Regions from separate parts of the Mus musculus genome. Here region 2 is linked to region 1. Evidence: chromatin contacts called from public HiCAR-type data. All regions are on one chromosome and are shown on one strand. Each heading gives the region's core, a stretch centred on a gene start, on an enhancer-like site or on the middle of the called end of the contact. The rest is flanking DNA. Distances are from core to core; before and after follow the strand shown.

Evidence for each region. HiCAR-type assays count read pairs that join an accessible place to other places.
Region 2: a contact with region 1 is called in a HiCAR-type map of embryonic stem cells, with 5 times the contacts expected there. The contact joins two enhancer-like sites. A contact is called at or near these places in 2 of 484 Hi-C or Micro-C datasets (both in embryonic stem cells) and 1 of 115 datasets of contacts at active chromatin or transcription factors (embryonic stem cells).

Annotation. Positions count from the first base shown.
Region 1 is chr4:98,843,786-98,847,297 of GRCm38.p6, forward strand. No RefSeq gene overlaps it. Among named protein-coding and RNA genes, the nearest start is that of I0C0044D17Rik, 22 kb to the left of the region's middle. Within about 2 kb of position 1,571, at least 25 of the 459 cell types and tissues checked have an H3K27ac peak or open chromatin away from gene starts, as enhancers often do. A contact at or near this core is called in embryonic stem cells, where this site is marked.
Region 2 is chr4:99,668,490-99,672,001 of GRCm38.p6, forward strand. No RefSeq gene overlaps it. Among named protein-coding and RNA genes, the nearest start is that of Foxd3, 14 kb to the left of the region's middle. Within about 2 kb of position 1,927, at least 8 of the 459 cell types and tissues checked have an H3K27ac peak or open chromatin away from gene starts, as enhancers often do. A contact at or near this core is called in embryonic stem cells, where this site is marked.

The DNA of each region.
Region 1 (3,512 bases), core at 321-2,820:
GGAAGAGGGGATAAAGAGAAAAGGAGGGAGAAAGAAAGCAGCATCTATGGCCTAGGCAGGTAGTTCGAGCCTGACCAGGGCAGAAAGATTGGGGGCAGAGAACAGGTGGGGAATCTTAGAAACCGTTTTATTTGGTATTGCCAGGCCCGAGTGGCACATCACCCCATGTTCTCATCTAGCCTCCCTCCTGCATAGGGCAGTGGATGGGGAAAAGAAGGAGGTCTTTGGTGTTCATCTGAAGTTCCAAGTCTGGATGATTAAATGGCTGTTGACATCATCAGCAAGGCAAATGAAGGGCATTTTTGGGAGGGCGGGGTGGGGGAGGATTGAGTTCTGAGCATTCTCACAGGATGGTAGGAAGAGGCCCAGGGGCCTGGAGCCCAGAAGAGTGGGGTGGGAATCTTCAGGGTGTAGGCGATTAAGGAAGCCATGAAGGTGGACAATCAGCCTTCAGATGAGAGGGTCGTCGCCCACACCAAGTAACCAGAAACCAGCAGCTAGGAAACAAGATGCCAGAATAGCCAGGAATGCATCTGAAATAGTCAAAGGCAGGAAGAAAAGGTCTGGGACAGCTGAAAGTGCTCAGTAACAGATCAGCCACAAAGACATTCCTCAGGGAGAAAGGGCTTAAGAGGAAAGAGGGATGGAGGCAGAAATAGAGGAAGGAGGGGGCAGTGTGTTTATAATGTCATAGCCAGGACACTCGGTCAGGGGACAGTCTTTCCAAGGTGCTTGGAGCTAGAGAAAGAGCCCCTCTCATTTGAAACCAGTCTTGACTGCTCTGGAATGAGTCAAAATGGCAGACTGGATGGCGATACATCTGTTCTTTTCCCTTTTAGATATTTCTGCCTTTGTACCAGTCATTCACCACCCAGGATGGTTTAAGTAAATCATTTGTTTTGGCACAGCAATTGATAGGGCCTAGCAATGAGTCAAAGACTCTCAAGCCTTTATGGTCCAAGAGCAGGCCTCGCCTCCAGCCGAGGGATTAGGGCTTGGGTTCTGCTTCTTGGGATCCTATCTTTGGAGCAGTTGAAGAGAAAGAACCATCCAGACAGTGGGGGAAGGAAGAGGAGTCACATGGCCTGGGCACAGGGGCAAGGCAGTTTCCAGCAGCACTGAGTGTGGTGCCATCAGATTGGAGAGCTGCATCCACCTTCCTCCTGCCCACATGGCTCAGGGAGGCTGTCTGGAGTAAGGACTCCAAAACCGCAACCCGCAAAGCCAATATGGCTTACCTAGGGTTGTCAGGAGAATTTAATGAGATCACTACTGTCACCAACATCTGTCTCAATTAGGGTTTCTATTGCTGTGAAGAGACACTGTGACCAAGGCAACTCTTACAAAAGAAAACATTTAATTGGGGCTGGCTTACAGTTTCAGAGGTTTAGTTCATTACTGTCATGGTGAGAAACATACAGGCAGACATGGTGCTGGAGAAGGAGCTGAGAGTTCTCCATCTTCATTCATAGGCAGTCAAAAAAAGAACTTCTGTACTGGGTGTGCCTTGGGCATAGGAGACCTCAAAGCCCAACCCCAGTGACCACTTCCTCCAAGAAGGCCGCACCTACTCCAACAAGGCCACACCTACTCCAACAAGGCCACACTTCCTAATACTGCCACTCCCTATGGGCCTATGGAGGCCATTTTCTTTCAAACCACCACATCACCCGACTAGAGTTGAGCAACAGAGTCTGTTTAATCATCATAACCTCCCATGAACCAAGGCTCACTTTTCCTGCATCTTATGAGAAGGCCCAGGAGAAACCCTTCTATTTGCCCAACGTCGTGCAGTAAGAAAGTCTTTAGCCAGCAATGAAACTGCTTCCTCATTCTGATTTTAACCTCCAGGTTGAAGTTCTTAGCCCAGGCCACACACCTGTGACCAACAGCCTAGGCTGGGCTAGGCTGGGCTAGCCTAGGCTAGGCAGGGCTGGGCTGGGCTGGGTTGGCCTGGGCTGGGCTAGGGACTGCTGCTACAATTGAAGCCAACATCACAAAGGAACCACGCAGTCCATTCCCCCACCCATGCTACACGTCCGTCTGGCTCAGGTGGCAAAGTCTAGCCCTTGTGGTGAGAGGATGAAGGGCCACTGAGGTGAGGTGGGGCAGGAAGGGGAGGGTGAGAAGCAGTTCCACTAGCCGACCGTGATGCACAACCTGACCTTTGTCTGAAGGTACAAATAAAACATTCCTTAACGCCCCCTCCCCCCCTAATGACTGCACAGCTGCTCACTAAGTGCTGGCTGGCTGGGTGCGATAACCAGTGCTGACCAGATGGAGCGAACTGGGTCTAACCCAGCTCCATTTACAAGTTTGAGAGTTGCAAACATAAGCAATATCCATCTGCCTGAAGCCCTGAGAGCCTCCGCATTGCTAATTCTGCGAGTCAGGCTTTTCTCTGTGAGGTCTGTCTCTTGCCAAGAGACCACAAAAGATTCTGGTTATAGGACCCAAGGCGTTCCTGAAAAATGGAATGACTGTCTTCCGACCGCAGTCACCCACCCCAGGCCACCCTTTTATGGGGGTTCTCATTTTAATCCTCCTTGTGGGTTTTATTGCTTAGTTCTTCCGTAAGGATGTATGAAGCACACACAGAAAAATGACAAACCTGTGTGATGGGAAGTTCTCTAAACCATTTGTAAGTGTCCACTTCAGTGGCACCAATTATACCCTGAAGGTATTCATTGACACAAATACCCATTTCCTGAACGTTTTACAACCTGAATCAAAACTGTGTCTGTTAAGCAGTAGTTTCTCACAGATGTACACATTCTTATCCCCACTTCAAAGGGTTAAGCACTTAGCCAACAACTGCATAAAACTGAGTGGCTTGGGGGCGGGGTGGATAGAGAGATGGCTCAGTGGTCAGAATGTGTATTGCTTTTGAGGACCCAAGCATGCACATTGGGCAGCTCACAGACACGTGGGACTTCAGCTGCAGAGACCCCATTTCCTTGGGGTCTTCAGGGGCACCTACACTCATGTGCACACACTGCCCTTCCTCCATATACATATAATTACAAGTAATAAAAAAACAACTTCAAAAAGCAGGATGAGTGGCAGATGGGTTTTGTGACGTTAGAACCCATGGCTTTCTTGCTGTCTGGACTTCTGTAGAAGAGCTTCATTTCTAGGAGACCATACACCAGCTGAATAAATGGAGAAGAGAAACCCAGGACTGTCCTGATGGATACATGAATGTTATTAGATAAAATGAATGTTATTAGATAAAATCCAGCTTCCTTTCATCACTAAAATGTGAACAAATTAGAGACAGGAAGAAAATTCTTTATCACTGCAATGATGGTATTCTCATCATCAATGACACCGAGGGAGGAGGATGGTGAGTTTGAAGCCAGGTTGATCTATATCTTGAGTTTCAGGCCAGCCCGGCCAACTAACGACACCCTGTCTAAAAACCCAACAAATTTTAAAAGGAAAGAAAGGATAAACTTTACATAACAGAAGCCATATGTGACAAGCCAACAGCCAACACACCAGGAAGGGCT
Region 2 (3,512 bases), core at 677-3,176, 830 kb after region 1:
AAACAGGGACAGACAAACAATTTGTTGTTGTCGTTTTGTGTTTGCTTGTTTGTTTTGAAACAAGGTTTTTCTGAGTGGTCCTGGCTGTCCTAGAACTCAATCTATGGACCAAGCAGGCCTCAAACTCAGAAATTCTCCTGCCCCTGCCTCATGAGTGCTAGGATTAAAGGTGTGAGCACCACTGCCCAGCTCACAGATAGATATTTTTTTAATTATTTATTTTATGTGTGTGAGTACAGTGTTGCTGTCTTCAGACACACAAGAGGGCATCAGCTCCCATTACAGATGGTTGTGAGCTACCATGAGGTTGCTAGGAATTGAACTAAAGACCTCTAAAAGAGCAGTCAGTGCTGTTAACTGCTGAGCCATCTCTCCATTCCAGATAAATACTTTAAAAAAAATTAACAACATAAAGAAGCCCAAGGTCATTCCAAGGTACATATCAAACCTGGGCCATCTTGGCATACCTGGGACTCCATGGTAAAACAACAAGAACAACAAAATCATCTGGCTGTAGGTTCAGGTAGCTTCCATGAAACCACTTGAGACCCTGAACTACAAATGATACTCTGGTTAAGGCATTGCCAAACAGTTTAGTTAATCAAGTTAAACCAAGTCTCAGTGAAAAAGTAAGAGAAAAAAGAAAATGACAAGAACATCCCAATGTGAAGTGGCCCCGAATCCTCACTACACGTGGGCTGCAGGGAAGTGGGTGGGAAAAGCATTTACATTCAGCTTCTCATTTCCCACCCGAAATTGGCTCAGTGGTTTTGTTCCACCAGACCTTGAAGAGACAGGTATGAAAGTTCACACCAAAATCCCTAGATTCGGGAAGTGAAGAAGTTGAGGCAGGAGGATCTGGGCTGCATAGAGTTTGAGTCCCAGTTACATAGTGAAAGCCTATGTCAAACAATCCCACTTTTCCTGTGTTGAAATCCTAACCCACAAGGTGACACTGGCAGGAGGCATGACCTTCTGCACGTCAGTGACTCCTGCGTGCAGGTGAAGAGGATCAATGCTCTTCCTGCTTGGCTGTCCTAAGCCTTTCACCTTGTGTATGTAGATAAAACAGCCTTGCTGTACAACTTAGGTATATACTATAATGGCAACATAAAATGGAGTTATCATAGACAGTACGATCCAAGAAAGTAGGTAATAATTGTTTTAAAATCCAGCTGGAGGGAAGGCCCAGCATTCGGAGTGCTTGCTCTTCTTATAGCCAGCCGACCCAGGTTCAGTTCCTAGAAACCACATTGGTGGCTCACAACCACTCAAAAGCACCTTTCTGGGGCATATAAACCCATATGGATAACATACTCAATTCATATAAAATTAAATGATATTTTTAAAATTAATTAATCAAGCCAGACAAGGTGGCACATCTAATCCCAGCTCTTGAGAGGCAGAGGCAGGCAGATTTCTGAGTTTGAGGCCAGCCTAGTCTACAGAGAGAGTTCCAGGACAGCAGGGCTACACAGAGAAACCCTGTCTCAAAAAAAGAAGATTATAATAATGAGGAGGAGGAGGAGAAAGAGGAAGGAAGGAAGGAAGGGAGGGAGGGAGGGAGGGAGGGAGGGAGGGAGGGAGGGAGGGAGGGAGGGAAGAAAGAGGATATCTCAGAGAAATCTCTTCTACCTTCTAAAACCACTCTGAGCAGATGGCCATGTTCAAGGAAGCCATTTCTCACACTGAATCTATCTCAGGAACAGGCTGGCTCCCTCTAGAACTATAGGAATGCAATTCTGTCATTGATAAAGACCAAAAGGTTGTAGACCCAAGTAGACAAAAGAATCTCCTTAAAAATGTGGATTCTTTAACAGGCCTGGTTGTTCGTGCTGGTAACCCGTGCCCTAGGGAAACTGAAGTCATGGGCTGCATTGTAGGTCTTGTGCAAACAAAGGGAGTTGGGCGTGGTGGCACATACCTGAATCCCAGCACTCAAGTACAGGTACAGCAGGTGGAGCTCTGCAAGTTTGAGGACTGCTTAGTGCACACCCCTTGTTCCAGGGCATCCAGAGAGCCAGGGAGCAGAGGTGGGGTGTCCGGGGGAAGGGGAAGAAACAATGATAATAGGAGTTTGACTTCAGGACCTACTTCCACAAGTTGTCCTCTGACCTTCATACATATGCCCTGACAAGCTCCCCTGGGTGTGCGTATGTACACAATCAATGGATGTAATAAAAATGATAACAAGAGCTTAGAACTTCCTTGACTTGTCACAGTCTGCACAAATGGAACCCACAATAACGTTCTTCAGGCCAGCCACTCTTACTTCAAATGGCCATGGCGCATTGGCTCATATTGGCCATTTGGTCACTAAATATAATGCTGTCATGTGGAGCAGGAGAGCAGAGGAAGACAGCCTAGTAATGGTCTGGGACAATTATTGAGCTGTGCACTATTTTATACATAGGAAAGGTAAAGAAATGTTGTACTTTGCTGCCTTACTTTTGTTTATTTTGATTCTTTTTTTTTTTCTTGGTTTTTCTAGACAGGGTTTCTCTGTATAGCCCTGGCTGTCCTGGAACTGACTCTGTAGACCAGGCTGGCCTCGAACTCAGAAATCCACCTGCCTCTGCCTCCCGAGTGCTGGGATTAAAGGCATGCGCCACCATGTCCCGCTCTTATTTTGATTTTTGAGCCAGAGTTGGTTTGTTTTCTTTTGTCTGCTTTTGTTTTGCCTTGTTTCCTTTTTTGAGACAGGGTCTCATTAAGTGGATCTGGTTCTCTTGGAACTTGCAGAGATCCACCTGCCTCTGCCTCCCAAATTCTGGGAATAAAGGCACCGCACCCAGCCTCCTGCTGTAATATTTGAAATGCTAACTTGGCCTCCCTCCCTTGCTCCCACCCTTCCTTCCTTCCTTCCTTCCTTCCTTCCTTCCTTCCTTCCTTCCTTCCTTTTTTCCTCCCTCCCTTCCTTTTTAATTCTTGGAATACTAAGAACTCCATTGCCACTGAGCTACATTTGTTGCTAGCTTTCCATTCTCACAGAGCTTTCTTGTGATCTCCCAAGTTCTCTGAAAGTCAGAAGCACAATGGCAACTGGACTTGCCTGGCTCAGACCTCCCACCTACTAGTGATGTAATCTGTACAGTGAAGAAACGTCTGCTTCAGTAAGTTATAGTTCTCCTCAGTCATAATGCTTGCAATTATTCCTGATTTTTACAAAAAATAACAAGTAGTACCTGGGTGTGATGATACAATCCTTTAAGTCCAGGACTTAGAAGATAGAGACCAACAGATCTTCTAAGATGGAGGCCAGCCTGGTCTACATAGCAAATTTCAGTCTGACCAGGACTATATAGTGAGACCCAGTCTTAAAAAACAGAATATTAATGGGACCAGCCTTGTGTGAGTCTGCTGCTTATAATCACAGGCGTTGAGAGTTGAAGAGATCAGGACCCTGTCATGCCCTTAGGACAGTGTTCAACAGCACTTCATTCTCTCTTCAATGCTGCCTGAGACAAGAGATGTCTCATTTAGGGCTGAGCATTCAACAGTCATTTATACTC